4 separate regions of the Mus musculus genome follow, and all the other regions are linked to region 2. Evidence: chromatin contacts called from public HiChIP or PLAC-seq and promoter capture Hi-C data. All regions are on one chromosome and are shown on one strand. The core of a region is the stretch at or near the end of the contact, and the rest is flanking DNA. Distances in the headings are between cores, read along the strand shown.

Region 1 (3,222 bases), core at 159-2,658, 2.2 Mb after region 2:
TTGCAATTATAGGGTGCACCACCATGCCCAAGACAACGGAGGTTTTTACAAGACAAACTGCTTTCAATATGAATTCCGCCAGCACCCATGGGAATCTGTGGAGGTGCTGTATTTATTATGTATCTATGTTAAAAATCACTTTGAAACTAAGTTTGAGTTAACAAATATCTCTCTCTCAGTTACAATGCTTTTCAGTATTCAAAACACTGAATGCCAAACTTGCAGGCAGTTTCAAAAACTTGAAAATTTCAACCAAGGCACTTCAGCGTGGTCTGTAACCTTGAATAACCAACTCCAATTACAGCAGAGCTACTTAACAGTTTCTCGTGGAGAAAGAACCATCAGGGAGGCAAGAGTACAAAGTCTTCCCTGGAACCAGTGTTCCAGGACCTCTGCGCAGCCTCTCTTCCCGAACACTACTTCACCAACCCCCTAAGAATAGCCTTTTATTTTCTGTCCTTGGCTTGAGATGTACCACATTCAGTGATCTCCCCCCCCCCCCGCCCCCCGCCCCGAAGGCAGTATTCTTCCTGACACCTACCTGGAAAGATTTAGGGATACTTTTTAAGAAGTAATCTTGTTCAAACAGGGATGCTTCCTTCGTGTCACTGAATTCAAACACCCACTGGCTAAAATAAAAATATACTAATTAGGACTTCACCTTCTATCAGGACAACACGGTGAAAGAACTACCGTATACACTCCCCTCCTCTTCAATTATTCCTTGTTCCTCAGTCACGCAGGAAGAGTTAAATATTCTTACTTTAATGCCCTAGCAGAAAGATGATGCACTAAATATACACAAATATCATTGCGTTCCCAAAGCAAGCAGTTTCTGGATTTTTGTTTTAAGGTAACGAGGTGAAGGGTCTCAGAAGAAAAAGAACCACCCGAGGCTCTAAAAACCGAGCTGGGAGAGGAGAAGGAAGAGGCCATAGCAGAAGTTCAACAGCCACTCTCCAGAACAGTCGGGACAGGAGCCTGGGACCGCCACCGCGGCTCCCTCGCTGTCCCGGGGGACCGTGGGGTGGCTTCCCCTCCCCCGCCCCCCGAGGGACAGCAGCGTCCGGCGGCCCGCGACAAAGGGGCCTGGCGCGGGGCGCTGGCGACCGTCGGGTGGGGGACGGGGCCCCGAGGAAGGAGTCAGAGAGGATGGAGTGACCAAGGGGCACGGCGGCCGGGTCCCTCCCCTCTGAGTCCCTCGGCGGCTGCGCAGAGCCAGGTCCCGCTCCGCACGCACCGGCAGCCCCTCACCTCACGCTGCGGGAGTCTTGGTCTTCACCGCAACCCGAGCCTTCGCGCCCTCCAAGGTCCGAGCCATGTTTTTCTCCCGCCTCAGCTGGCTCAGCCGGCCGCTGAGGAGAGCTTCGACTGACTCCGCGGCCAGCCGAGCTCTGCACGTCACTTCCGATGGTGCAAGCACCGCCCCCGTACTTGAGCGCCTTGCGATTGGCCGACGCGGATGGCCTACCTGAGATGGCGGGCGGGGCGCAGGCGGAGCCTGAAAGGCAGCAGCGGGGAGGTTGCGGGATGGAGTGTGGTTGCCCCGGGGAATGGGTGTCTTAGGCGCGGCCGGCCGGGGGCCTCTCGGGGAGGCTACCCCGGGACTCCTCCTGGCCGGCCTCGAGCTCCGAAGCGCCCTTTGTTCCCGGGCCCTGTCCCAGCACCGCGCGCCTCTGATCTCTGGCTTGCGGTTGCCTGGTTTGAGGTTTTGGCCCCAGGCCGCCCAGAGATTAGCTTGGTTTGGAAGACAGAAAAGAACAGTCAAGACGAAATCTTTCATTCCCTCCAGCGGTCGGCGAGCTCTCGCGGACGTTCAGGTGCTTCGAAGTTTGCATTAGCTCGTCGTGTGGGCCCTGGAAAGGGCTGGATGCGTGCGTGCGGCGTTCTCGCCTTGGTGTTTGCTGACAGCCCCGCCGCGGCCAGGTGGGCAAGGTTAGCCCGGTAATAACAGCGCTCGGCCAGACATCACACCCAGGCCCCATAGTAATCATACCTTTCTCGTGAGCGCGGACTGCAATTGGGCTTGTAAAGAGTTTAGCGCTCTGTTGTCTGATTCAAAACTGTGAAGCAGATGGGAGAATTATTCCCGTTTTACAGATTGCAAAAGACGACTGTCGGTAACTGTCGGAGGAGAGGAATGGCAACGTAAACTGGCAGAGTCTGCTTGGGTTTTGGGATTTCGAAGTGTATTCCCAGCATTTCCCCCTTTCCTTTAGTAAGGGAGGAGAGACCTCTGATCCTTTTGGTTTAAATAAACACGCTTGCACTTCTAGAGGCTGGATGAAGTTCTGCTTTAAGGGGAAGCGGGAGAAGGGGGCAGGGAAGGAGGGCAGGGAAGGGAATATGAGAATGTGGCATCTTCCTGTAGTCCAAGCTGAAGCTAAGACAGGAGATTACTCTAAAGCTCAGCAGTTCAGGACCTGTCTCCAAAAACAAACAAACAAACCTAGCTCAGTGGTAGTGCACCTAAGTAGGTTTAGTCTCCAGCACTAGCTGAAAGCAAAAGGAAAGGCTATTCTAGGGAGAAGTCTAGGAGCAACTTCTGGCTGTACCACCCTCCCTCCCAGCCCCTAGCTGTCTACTAGCCCCACCTCCACGCAAGCTTACACACCCCAGAAGAATGTCCCTTAGGAATCTGCTCAGCTCTACAGCATTGTTCTGCTTTATCTTCTCATCAAAGGAGGAATTTATACACTTGGCAGCTCTTCCTCAAGATTTAAAAGGGTGAGGAAAAGGAATTCTCTCAGGACTGGCTTCCTACCTTCTGCTGGAAAACAGAGTGTGCCTTTAGGAAAGAAAAGAAAACACTGAGTCTTATGGGAAGATAACTTGGTGTTCTCTCTCTCTCTCTCTCTCTCTCTCTCTCTCTCTCTCTCTCTCTCTCTCTCTCATCTCTCTGATCGAGAAAGGGAACTATCTTCTTTTGGTCCCTGGTAGCTTATGCCCTCCCTGGTTTGACTCAAACAAATCCTTGTTGAAATTCTGGCTTTCTCATTTATTGTGGCTTTTGTATGGCCCCACAGGTAGGAAGTGCAGTAGACTGAGAAGCTGAAGACTTAGGTAGCTTCCAATTGCAAATTGTTAGGTGTCAAGAAGCTGGGCTAGGAGCCCCCTCTCAGCCCCTCCTCTGCCTGGCAGTGGTGCCTGCCGATGGTTGTTAAACAATGTGAACAGACTTGTAAAGAAAGTGCAAACCATGCTTGCTGTCCTTTGAGACCG
Region 2 (3,706 bases), core at 767-3,266:
AGCACACGCCTATAACCTTAGTGCGTTAAGGGGAGGCGGAAACAAGAGGATCGCTAGGACTTGCTGGCCGGCTAGTCTAGTTAAGTCAGCAAGCTTCAGGGTCAGTGAGAGATCCCTTGTCTAAAAAGCATGTGAAGGGAGCCACTGAGCATGCTCAGCAGGTAAAAGGCACTTGTTGCCACGCTTGACCACCTGAGTTCAATGCCTAAAACCCACATGGTAGGAGAGAGCTGACACCTACACTGGTGCTATGCATGTTTGTCTCCCCACTTCCCACTAATAAATAGTAAAGAATAAGACTGAGAACTGGAAACGGCTCAGTGGCTAACAGCACATAATGCGCTTGCAGAGAACCCACATCGAGTGGCTCCCAGTTCCAGGAGGAGCCTACACAGCTGGCCTTCCTGAGCATTACACACACGGGCACCTCCCCATATACACAATTAAAAATAAATCTTATAAAAATCCAAAGTCTAAAAAAAAACAAGTAAGGTGGAGTATGATTGAGGGAGGCACCTAAGGTTTACCCCTGGCCTCACATATAAATTCACTTTATACATACATGACTAGCACATTTTTGTGCACATACACACATAATAAATAAGAAACTTCCTCAGGTGAAAGGAGGTTGAGAGTAGAAACATTTTATGAAGTATTAACTTACATCATCAGAGAAGTTGAAAGTAAAAGGTGAATAGTGGCCTGCACCTGTAACCCTTGGAGGCTGAACTAAGACCTGACATAAGTTGGAGGCTGCCCTGGCCTATTAGTGAGTTCCAGGCTGACCTAGGGAAAGAGTAAGGCTTTATTTAAGAAGGAAAAAGGAAAACAAAAAGAAAAAAAAAGGACCGTGGCTCACAGAGCCTAGGAGAGTAAGAAGGAAGGAAGGCTGGGAGAGGCGGATTGGTCAATGGCTGCTGAGTACAAGATAAAAAAGTTCAGGTATGACACTGTATACTACAATTAATAACTATATACTGTATATATATTTTTAAAATCTCAAAAAAATAAAAAAATCTCTATGAAAGAATGTGAAATGTTTTCACTATGAAGAAAAGATGAATGTTTGAGATAATTATATTTGACAGGATTTAAATATCAGACCATATAGATATGTATTAAAAAACACCATATTAATTTGTCCATCTTTTACGTTTTTAATCTATCAATTAAAATAATTCCTATTTGAGTTAAGAAACTATTTACCCAGGTCATTTTTTAAGCTGATTTCCGAAGGGGGTTCTGAATCCATTGGCACGTTAATTAACGTATAGCACACGTTCTCGGCTGCCGTCATGGTTTCTGTTTATAATCAACCCAATACAAGATGAAAAGGACGAAAGGTGCCAGGAAAATCTACAAAAATGAATACAAACATCATTAGAAAAAAAAAAAAAAAAGGGAGACAAATTCCGCAAATCAGTCGTGATCTTCTAAACTGCCTGAAGTTCTTCGCGTGTGACTTCGGACGACCTGTAGAGCTCTCCCCACCTTCTCCTTCCGTGAACTCTAGTGACAATCACTCAGTCCCCGTACCCGTCCACTCCCCGACCCAGGGTGTGCAAAGCTGTGGAGTCGAGGTCCACACCACAGTGACAACCCGGAGCACCACGTCACGGGGCCGTGATTGCCAACCTAACACAGTCGGATCTGCTCCAGGAGGGCGGCCCGCGAGCGAAGACGCTGCAGAACCTTGGGACTCCTCGGCTGTGGCGGGTCCCCCGTGGGAATCCCGGCCGCCCCTCACCGGCCTCTGTCTATGCAGGGTCAGGCCTCAGGCGGCGCAGACCCCTGTCCCACCGCCCAGGGGACCGCGGCCCAGCTCCCCGCCCCCACCGCCCGTCGCCGCGGCCTAGTCAAGCGCCCGGCATCTCCCCATCCGGTGGCTCGCTGACCCCGCGCGACCGCCGCAACCCCGCGGCTCGGGGGCCCAGGTCGCTACCTGGCTCCGAGGGGCGGAGGCCGGGAGGGAACCGTGGGACCGCCGACTACCGGTCCGGACAGCCGCTGCCGCGACGGCTCCACCAAGTCCTTGGCTGACGTGGAAGGGGGCGGGGAGACCAGCAAGGATGCAGCTACAGAGCCTGTACGGAGACCCAGAAAGGACAAGCCTCTTCCGCCCTGAGCTGCGCCCTGGAAGTGTGTTGTCTTCTTCCTCTCTCAGAGTTGGTTTCTGCAGCAGTGTAAACAAGTATTTTAGTTTTCCCAGCGAGTTGGGAGCTGACTTAAGCGCTGTGGTCAGTTAGCAGTTCCTTAGGAATTGTCTTCCCAGGAACTAAACTGTACAAAAGAGAAACAGAAAAGTCCTGCAGACTTTCTTCTTCCTTTCACTTATAAACTGGAAACAACCAATTCTTAGGCAGATGATTTCAGAGACCTTAATAAGATGACTAGGTTATATGAAAATACACTTGAGGGCTTAACACCTCTGGTGACCTGAATCTGACTTTATTCAGTTAACTGGAGTTATTGGAGTATCAGAAGTTGTCTGACAACTATCATTTCTACTCTTTATTTAAGAATGGTCTCGGCCAGTCAGTGGTGGCACATGCCTTTAATCCCAGCACTTAGGAGGCAGAGGCAGGCAGATTTCTGAGATGGAGGCCAGCCTGGTCTACGAGTGAGTTCCAAGACAGCCAGGGCTAAAACCAGAAAACAAAATAACAACAGAAGAACAAACAAAAAAAAGAATGGCCTCTTGCTATTCTTTCAAAGCATCCAATACATTAAAAAATTTAAGTATGATTGCCAGACTGGTCTTGAAAGGTGATCTTCAGTTTCTGAGGAGTTGGGATTACAACATGGATACACATACTGTGTATACAAAACCTGCTAACCTCACTTGCAGGATACAGAATACAAACTGTTTTCTCATTTACCTGGAATGCAGCTATTCTAACAATTCTCTTTTCTGGAAACATTGGGTTTAAAAAACAAATCCCCACCACTCAAAATATACCAGAGGCTACATATTTCCAGCACAGAGAACAGCTACCTCTCGGAATTTTGATTTTAGTCTTACTGCCCAGGCTGGCCAACTCCCAATCTACTCCTCTCCTGCCTTAGCCTCCCAAGTGCTGGGATTACAAACAAGCGCTATCATTTCTACTCTTTATTTAAGAATGGTCTCGGCCGGGCTGGTGAGATGGCTCAGTGGGTAAGAGCACCCGACTGCTCTTCCAAAGGTCCAGAGTTCAAATCCCAGCAACCACATGGTGGCTCACAACCATCCGTAATGAGATCTGACTCCCTCTTCTGGAGTGTGTGAAGACAGCTACAGTGTATTTACATAAAATAATAAATAAATCTTTAAAAAAAAAAAAAAAGAATGGTCTCGGCCAGTCAGCGGTGGTACAACATGCCTTTAATCCCAGCACTTAGGAGGGAGAGGCAGGCAGATTTCTGAGATGGAGGCCAGCCTGGTCTACAGAGTGAGTTCCAGGACAGCCAGGGCTAAAACCAGAAAACAAAATAACAACAAAAGAACAAACAAAAAAAAAAGAATGGCCTCTTGCTATTCTTTCAAAGCATCCAATACATTAAAAAATTACAAACAAGCGCTATCACGTCTGGCTTATGCTTAAAAGATGTTTTTAATCTAGGTAATTGTAAGACAACATGATTCTAACAGCCCTCTACTCTTCACCCAGTTCCTCTGTCTCGGGAAGTCTTGCAGGAAACTGACATGTCTCCTCACTGAGACTTC
Region 3 (3,490 bases), core at 14-2,513, 2.1 Mb after region 2:
ACCTTTCTGTTCCTCTCAAGGTGCTTTCGGACAGCAACAGCTTTCTTAATCAAATGGTAGAGATCCTCGGGGAGGTCAGGGGCAAGGCCTTTGGACTTGAGGATTCTCAAGATTTTATTTCCAGTCACAAAACGGACCTGGGCCACCCCGTGTGAGTCCCTCAGGATTACACCTGAAAAGAGAAACACACTCAAGCACACACACATGCGATAAAACCCTAACAGCCAAACTCCAAATTTCCAGCTCACTCAGACATCCAAGGAAGGTCAACCCAACATGGAAAGTCCTTCTGGTGGAAACTGCGAATGTTGGAACACCATCATCACTGTGAGCTTGCCAGAATACATCTGACCAGAGGAAACAATGTGACTTCTACCTTTATATTTAGTATTAACTTAAAAGCAGCCCAACATTTATTTGTACCTATCTTTAAAACTGCATGTTATTGCTTTTAAACCTCAAATTACTTCAGATCAGCTGAGCCCATTTCACATGATTTTTTCTGCATATTTCTAGCGAACTTTTTATATCCTAAAGAGGATATTTTCCTCCGATGAGCAGTTATTCCCAGACTCAGAAGCCAAGCTACCAGAAACGAGTTATTTCCCATTTGTACAAAGTCAGAGCAGCTTAGAATCAATTCAGTTAGATGTGACTCAATCCCAGACAGCCCTTGCTCCGCTGTGGAAGCAGGAGGAACCTTTTTAACATACGGACTAGACACATTTGTTTCTCGAGAGCAGAAGGAAGAGATTACATCAACACTCACCTATCTGGGAGGGAGTCAGGCCTTTCTTGGCCAATTTGTAAATCTGTTCCTTCACGTCGTCAGACGTCAACTTCAGCCACTACAGATGGAAGAGAAATCGGCCTTAGGATGAGAGAGCACGGCGGCAACCTTCCACTTCGGGTCCCATCCTCCCGCGCACCGATCGCTTCCCACGCCGCCCTCCAACCCTCAGCCTCTACTCACCGTGGGGACGCTACGGCGGTAGGGCAGCGCCGACTGGGACAGGCCCTTCCTGAAAACAGAAGATAGGAAGTAAAGCGGCGGCCCGCGCCCCAAGCAGCCCCACTGTCCCTTCACCCGCAGCCCGCATCCTCCTCTCTCAGCCCCGCGCCCCAGCCCCGCAACCAAGGTCGGCGCCGCGGGCTCACCCGGGAGCGTGCATGCGACCCATGATGGCGGAGGTCTGGCAGCAAAGAGAGAACGAGGTAGGAAACGGCACAGGAAATCAAGCCGCACAGGAAGTGACGCCACTCACCGACGTTTGCTCTCGCGCGGGGGCGGGGCTACATAGTGTGGCCACCGGAGCCCGGGAGACTACGCGTCCCAGAAGGCATGGCGGCGAGGCGGTAAGTGTATGGCTGGGTTGCTACGCCTTGAACTCTTGTCTCTAGTCTTGCTCTTAGCCAGAGCAGCAAGTCTGTCTCTAACATCTCTTCGGAAGTCGCATCTGAGGGGACCTAGGGCGTGCTCGAGTCCTGGGCTGAAGGATTTGGATAAGCTGCGGGTTTCTCAGGGCTCCCTCTGCAGCCCCGAACTCGTGCGGTGTGGGATGATCGCAAAGCCTAGGTGCAGCCGGCGCTTCTCTCTAGATCGTTAATTCTAGGCTTCCGAGCCCCGCCCGGGTCTGTCCTCCTGTCTGCGCGCCTTTTCTACACAGGTCGGAGCGCAGAACCGCTCACCCCCGTCGGAGAAGAGTTGGGAACGAGGAAAGAAGCTTCGAGAAGATGAGGGGGAAAGGGACTACCCCGGGAGTTGGTCTTTTAAGGATGTCCTAGTCCGGTTCACCACAGAGCGTTCGAAGAATGGGTGAATATAACAATTTATTGTAAATGCAACAAAAAACAACAAAGACATGGACCCAAGAAACTCAGATCTACAAGACCCTGTTGACAAGTGAAGCGTGAGAGGTTTGAAACAGTACTGAAATACTGATCCAGTTTTCTTTTTTGTTGTGTTTGAGACCGGGTCCCTCAATGTAGTTTTGGTTGTTCAGGAACTCGCCTTGTAGACCAGGCTTGCTTCAAACACACGTTAAGTCTTTCTGCCTCTGTCTCTTAAAAAAATGCTGAAATGATGATGAAAGGTTTGAGCCATCATGCCCAGCTGCGTTCTTTTAACCCATTACTAGTTGAATTACGTTTTCCAAAACATTGGGAACTTGAACCAAATTTGTATTTATTTCCTGGCAAAGTTGTATTTGATTAATTAACCAGATTCACACTTTTAGCCCAGATATGTGATCCGAACATCAAGCTTGGCTTCAATTCGCAATCCCTAAGCAAGAATACTTCATTTCACTCTAACACATTTGTCCGAATACAAATTTAGGGTTCAATAGTCTTTCTCATTTCCACGAGTCACTCCAACACATCTCACCACAGAAACGTATCAAATACTTCATTGTTTCCACGGGTACCCCAATCCTATCCATCATCTCTCAGGCAGCTTAAGTGGTGTCCCATTATGTATACAATCCATTGTCTGCCTAGTGGTTAGTGGTCTCTTTGTAAATCCCTCTAAATTGTGTGTGTTAAAGATTGATTTATTGATTTATTTATTTAATATAAGTACACTGTAGCTGTCTTCAGACACTCCAGAAGAGGGCATCAGAACCCATTATAGATGGTTGTGAGCCACCATGTGGTTGCTGGGAATTGAACTCAGGACCTCTGGAAGATCTAAATTGTTTTTAAAGACTTTTACTGTGTGAATATGGGGTAAGAGGATAACCTTGTGTAGTCTTTTCATCTTTTTACCTGGCTTTGAATATCAAACTAGAGTTGTCAGTGCACAGCAAGCACTTTTGGCTACTGAGCCATCTCAGGGGCTCTCTTTTTATATTTTCTCCATGTATTTGAAATAAAACCCAAGTCCCTGGCCTCATGTCCTTCCACTTTGCCCTTATTTCTACTCATTCCAAGCACATTTTTTTTTTTCCTTTTTGGCTTTTGAGACAGGTTTCTCTGAATAACCCTGGCTGACCTGGTAGACCAGGCTGGCCTCAAACTCAGAAATTCACCTGCCTCTGCCTCCCAAGTGCTGGGATTAAAGGCACCAAGCACATTTCTTTTTTTTTTTTTTTTAAAGATTTATTATTTATTATATGTAAGTACACTGTAGCTGTCTTCAGACACTCCAGAAGAGGGAGTCAGATCTCGTAAGGGATGGTTGTGAGCCACCATGTGGTTGCTGGGATTTGAACTCCGGACCTTCGGAAGAGCAGTGGGGTGCTCTTACCTGCTGAGCCATCTCACCAGCCCCACCAAGCACATTTCTAATCCTATACATAGTAACATGTCTACCTGGAAAAAAATTAATATACTTTTAAAGATGTGTGTCTGTGTGTCTTGTCTGTCTTGGCATCACAGTACCTGCAGTGCCCATGGAGGCCAGTAGAGGGTATCAGATATTTTGGAACTGGAGTTAACAGAAAATTCTTAGTTGCTACATGGATGTTTGAAACTGAAACCAAGTCCTCTG
Region 4 (3,583 bases), core at 963-3,462, 2.2 Mb before region 2:
CCTGACTAAGATACTTGCTATATTATTATTTCGTTAAATCAACTTTTACCAAGATGAAAGAATCCAGAAAGGATTTCACGAAAGAGGTCATGAGTGTAAGCATGAAGGAAAAAAAGGAAAACTAGAATGGCACCTAACTTCTAACAAGGCTTCTAGAGAACCAGCTCACTTAGGAAATGGAAATGGCATGCGTGAAACAGATTTGGACATACTCCCACTTTGTGATTTTGTCCAAGATGTGCCAGCCAGGGGGACCGTGGATATGCAAGTTGAGTTATTCACCTTTAGAACAATTTACATTTCAATAGTCAAGAGAATCTTGATGCAGTATTTCTTAAAAGTCTATGATGAAGTTTCAAACATTTACATATTAAGGCTGAAGAGATGGCTCAGTAGTTAAGAGCACTTGTTGCTCTTACAGAGGACCCAAGTGACTCACAACTGCCCATAACACCAATCCCAGAGCATCTGGTGCCTCTTCCAACATCTGTGAGCTGCATGGTTGTGGTTCATGTACACTCTGATACACACAAAATAAAAAATAAAAAAAATTAAACACTCTTCCCAAACTCATCATATGTATGCTTAAACATGAAGACAGACTTTTTTGGCCTTTTCAGAAATCTGAGTAGTGTATTTAAAGAATTTTTAGTCTACTTGGATTTTTGTTTTTATTTTGTTGATTGTTTTGGGAGAAGGTATTTGACTGTTCTGGGAGAAGGAGGTAGGGATTGAATTCGGAACGCTCTGTATGCTTGGAAAGTCCTTCACCACTGCAGCCCACCTGTTAAAACATAAAAATTCTAGTTGACATTAGGAAAGATGGAAAATTAGTAGCTGAATTTCAACAAAACCCTTTGTATGGCTGGAAGCTGAAACAGATAAAAATGAGCATTGTATTAGTAATAGTAGTTGAAAATGCACTTCTTCCATTAGGATCAAAATCTTTGTGGGTTACCTTTTTCAGCTTATGACAGCTATTAAAGCCAAGTACAGAAATAACCTGAACACTGAATCAGATATTTTAATAAGTGTTTCACAAAGAATTAGCTTTTAAAAAACTAATGAAACCTAGTCAATCAGAGTGCGTTCACTAAATATTTTCAGTAGGGTTAATGGATTTTTTTATACCATTACTACTTAAAATCTCGTTTATTTTAAATGTCTGTCTTTGCTATAATTTTTAGAATTTGTAGATGTTTTACAGTGCCACAAATAGCAGAATTCTAATAAATCTTACATAACTGTATAGAGAGCTTTTCTTGGGTGTGGGGTGTTCAATAGTAACAAGTTTGGCGAACCAATAGCATAGGTAAAGGAGTTGGCGCTGTGGATGCTGGGTACATGGCACAATGGAATTAACTCAGCAGGCTGTAAGAGGACTAGTTTGCCAAAAGTCTTCATGAAAGACGTCTCACTGGGTCTTCATAATGGAAGGAGTGCGGTGAAGGAAAATGACTAATAGGAGATTTGTTTGGTCAAACACATGGTATTTACCGTCTGGGGAGATTACAAAAAAAAACATATTCAAAAGGACAGCACAGGTTGAAGCGCACCACAGCTCTGCTCTCAAAAGGCTCCCTCAGACTTGGCCCTGTAGGAGGATGACAGCAAGCCACCCAGAAGGGTGCAGGGGAGCACCTCTAAGTGTAGTGACCCCTCTTTAAGGGGCTCCAGGGGCTAGCTGATGGGCACCGAGGTCCCTAAGGAGAGTGGGGCGGCCACGAAAACATGACAGACGAGGACCAGAGCCTTGAGGGCGAAAGCCAGAAAGGCGATTTCTCTACAAGGCGCGTTGTTTACCAGCTCGAGGCCAAAGGTTCCTCAAGTGGGGCTGCAGCGGGGTCGCTGGAGACCAGGAAAGAGTCTGGGGACTGCAGGGCTGAAAGGGGGGCTTTGAACTGGAGCTCGTTCGTGACGCAGGGGCCTCGTCCCTCCCTCGGCCGACAGAGGGAGCCGGAGGATGGGAGGACCGGCTTCCCCGTAGTGAAAAGCGCCTACACCGGCTCTCAACCAGCGTAGCGCGGCGTACCCCGGGGCTGAGCAAGAGGTGAGAAGATCCCGAGCTCACGACGGCCGCCTGCATACCCCAGGCGCCAGACGCCGGGCCGCGCGCCCACTGCGTTGAATTCTCGCGAGAGCGGCGGCCGCCATTTTTCCATTGATTGCCGCGGGCCGGGGGAGGGGCGGCGGCGGCGGCGGCAGCGGCGGCGGCAGCAGCGGCGACGGCGGCGGCGCCCTGGGTCGGTGTCTGCGCGCTGGTGTCTAAGGCCTGAGCGGAGGCCTCCTCAGTTGCTGGAGCGCAGGCGGCTGGGAGGATGACTGTCGCTGCCGTTCTCTCCTGAGACACAGCCGCCGCCACCTCCACCAGGCCCCCGCAGGCAGGGCGGAGACGAGCGGTCGGAGTCTGAGCGATGGTGCCCGGCGAGGAGAACCAACTGGTCCCGAAGGAGGTGAGGGGCCGGCGGGCCAGACTAGGCCCGAAGCCTGCGGTCCGCTCGAAGTCGTGCAGGCCCCGAGCGGGAGGCAAGGCTAGGGCCGGGCAGGCGTGGGGCCGGGTGGACGGTGGGCGCGGCGGGCAGTTGGAGACCGCTGGTTCCCGGGGCCACGTAGCCGAGGGAGAGCTCCGGCTGCGAGGGGCTAACGCATCAAAGACTGGACCCGAGGAGTTGGGTTCTGCTCCCGGGGGTGGGGGGGAGTATTGCGGAGAGAAAGTGGCCTTTGAAGTCCAGACTTCACACACGTCGAGCCGAGAGAGTTAAGAGAGATCGTTTCAAAGAAAACATTCTGGAACAGTTGCCCGTGGGCAGGACGGGGTGACGGTGCTGCTTCTGGGGTTTGACAGCGTATAGCTTACGGGGCTTGTGAAATCGACACCTAAGTTGAGATCTGTGGGAGGGCAGACTTAACTGTTAAAGAGTTGTCGGTCTCCCCACCCCCCTCCCCCCAGCCTCCATTCCCCCTCCTGTTACTTCGTAGTACTATCGGCCAGCCTAAATGGGGCCTACCCAGGATCGTTGAAAAAGTAGTTAAGTGGGGCTTGAACGGGAGGGTAAGAGATAGCCGAGTTAATTTCACCATATGGAGAGACGAAACGTTGTTTTTGTGTGTAATTTTGGTCTTTTTCTGGTGTTGCCAACTTGGGTGACTTAAATTCTTAAAAGCGAGTGACATAAGACTCCCGGACTTCTTGGCTTCCCTTGAACAGTCAGTAGTAGAAGATTAAAGGTAGAATCCTGCACTGGCCAGTGGATTTCGACATATTAATAGTCCGTTGGCTTTATAAATATCCTCAGCATATTCAAACATGTATTTTTAACTGCTGGTCGTCAGGCTTAATGCTTTGGACTTTTATATCTCATATACCTTAAATAGATGCCAAGTGTTAAGTTGAAATTAGGATGGTAGGATCTTGATATTTATACACGATCATTTCGGATTCCTAAATGTTTAGGTTTTGTTTGTTTGTTTTTTAATTGTAGCAATTTGTTGCTACACAGACAACCCCTGGCACAATGCAAAGTGACTTTATTTTGTACCTGAATAGTTAAAATTTCCCATCTTTCCTTAGATGGATAATAAG

The links. Promoter capture Hi-C pulls out the DNA fragments that hold promoters and counts their contacts. HiChIP or PLAC-seq counts read pairs in DNA pulled down with a chosen protein or histone mark.
Region 1: a contact with region 2 is called in a promoter capture Hi-C map of liver, with 3 times the contacts expected there. The contact joins the promoter of Pik3c2a here to the promoter of Copb1 in region 2. A contact is called at or near these places in 3 of 39 promoter capture datasets (the 3T3-L1 cell line, hippocampal neurons and liver).
Region 3: a contact with region 2 is called in a promoter capture Hi-C map of hippocampal neurons, with 5 times the contacts expected there. The contact joins the promoter of Rps13 here to the promoter of Copb1 in region 2. A contact is called at or near these places in 4 of 39 promoter capture datasets (the 3T3-L1 cell line, cranial neural crest, hippocampal neurons and 1 more), 1 of 115 datasets of contacts at active chromatin or transcription factors (astrocytes) and 1 of 9 other capture datasets (liver).
Region 4: a contact with region 2 is called in an H3K27ac HiChIP or PLAC-seq map of extraembryonic endoderm stem cells, with 11 times the contacts expected there. The contact joins the promoter of Usp47 here to the promoter of Copb1 in region 2.

The regions. Positions count from the first base shown.
Region 1 is chr7:116,442,050-116,445,271 of GRCm38.p6, forward strand. It overlaps Pik3c2a (phosphatidylinositol-4-phosphate 3-kinase catalytic subunit type 2 alpha), which reads right to left and starts at 1,409. Exons shown (of 33, transcript NM_011083.2): 1 at 1,255-1,409.
Region 2 is chr7:114,252,664-114,256,369 of GRCm38.p6, forward strand. It overlaps Copb1 (coatomer protein complex, subunit beta 1), which reads right to left and starts at 2,017. Exons shown (of 22, transcript NM_033370.3): 1 at 1,943-2,017; 2 at 1,207-1,356. The coding sequence starts at 1,297.
Region 3 is chr7:116,332,927-116,336,416 of GRCm38.p6, forward strand. Rps13 (ribosomal protein S13) reads right to left here and starts at 1,264. Exons shown (of 6, transcript NM_026533.3): 1 at 1,159-1,264; 2 at 974-1,022; 3 at 770-848; 4 at 3-172. The coding sequence starts at 1,181. Snord14a (small nucleolar RNA, C/D box 14A) reads right to left here and starts at 331; the gene lies at 245-331. Gm10589 (a long non-coding RNA gene) reads left to right here and starts at 1,243. Exons shown (of 2, transcript XR_869889.2): 1 at 1,243-1,356.
Region 4 is chr7:112,021,294-112,024,876 of GRCm38.p6, forward strand. It overlaps Usp47 (ubiquitin specific peptidase 47), which reads left to right and starts at 2,213. Exons shown (of 29, transcript NM_001357952.1): 1 at 2,213-2,453. The coding sequence starts at 2,415. It also overlaps Gm3960.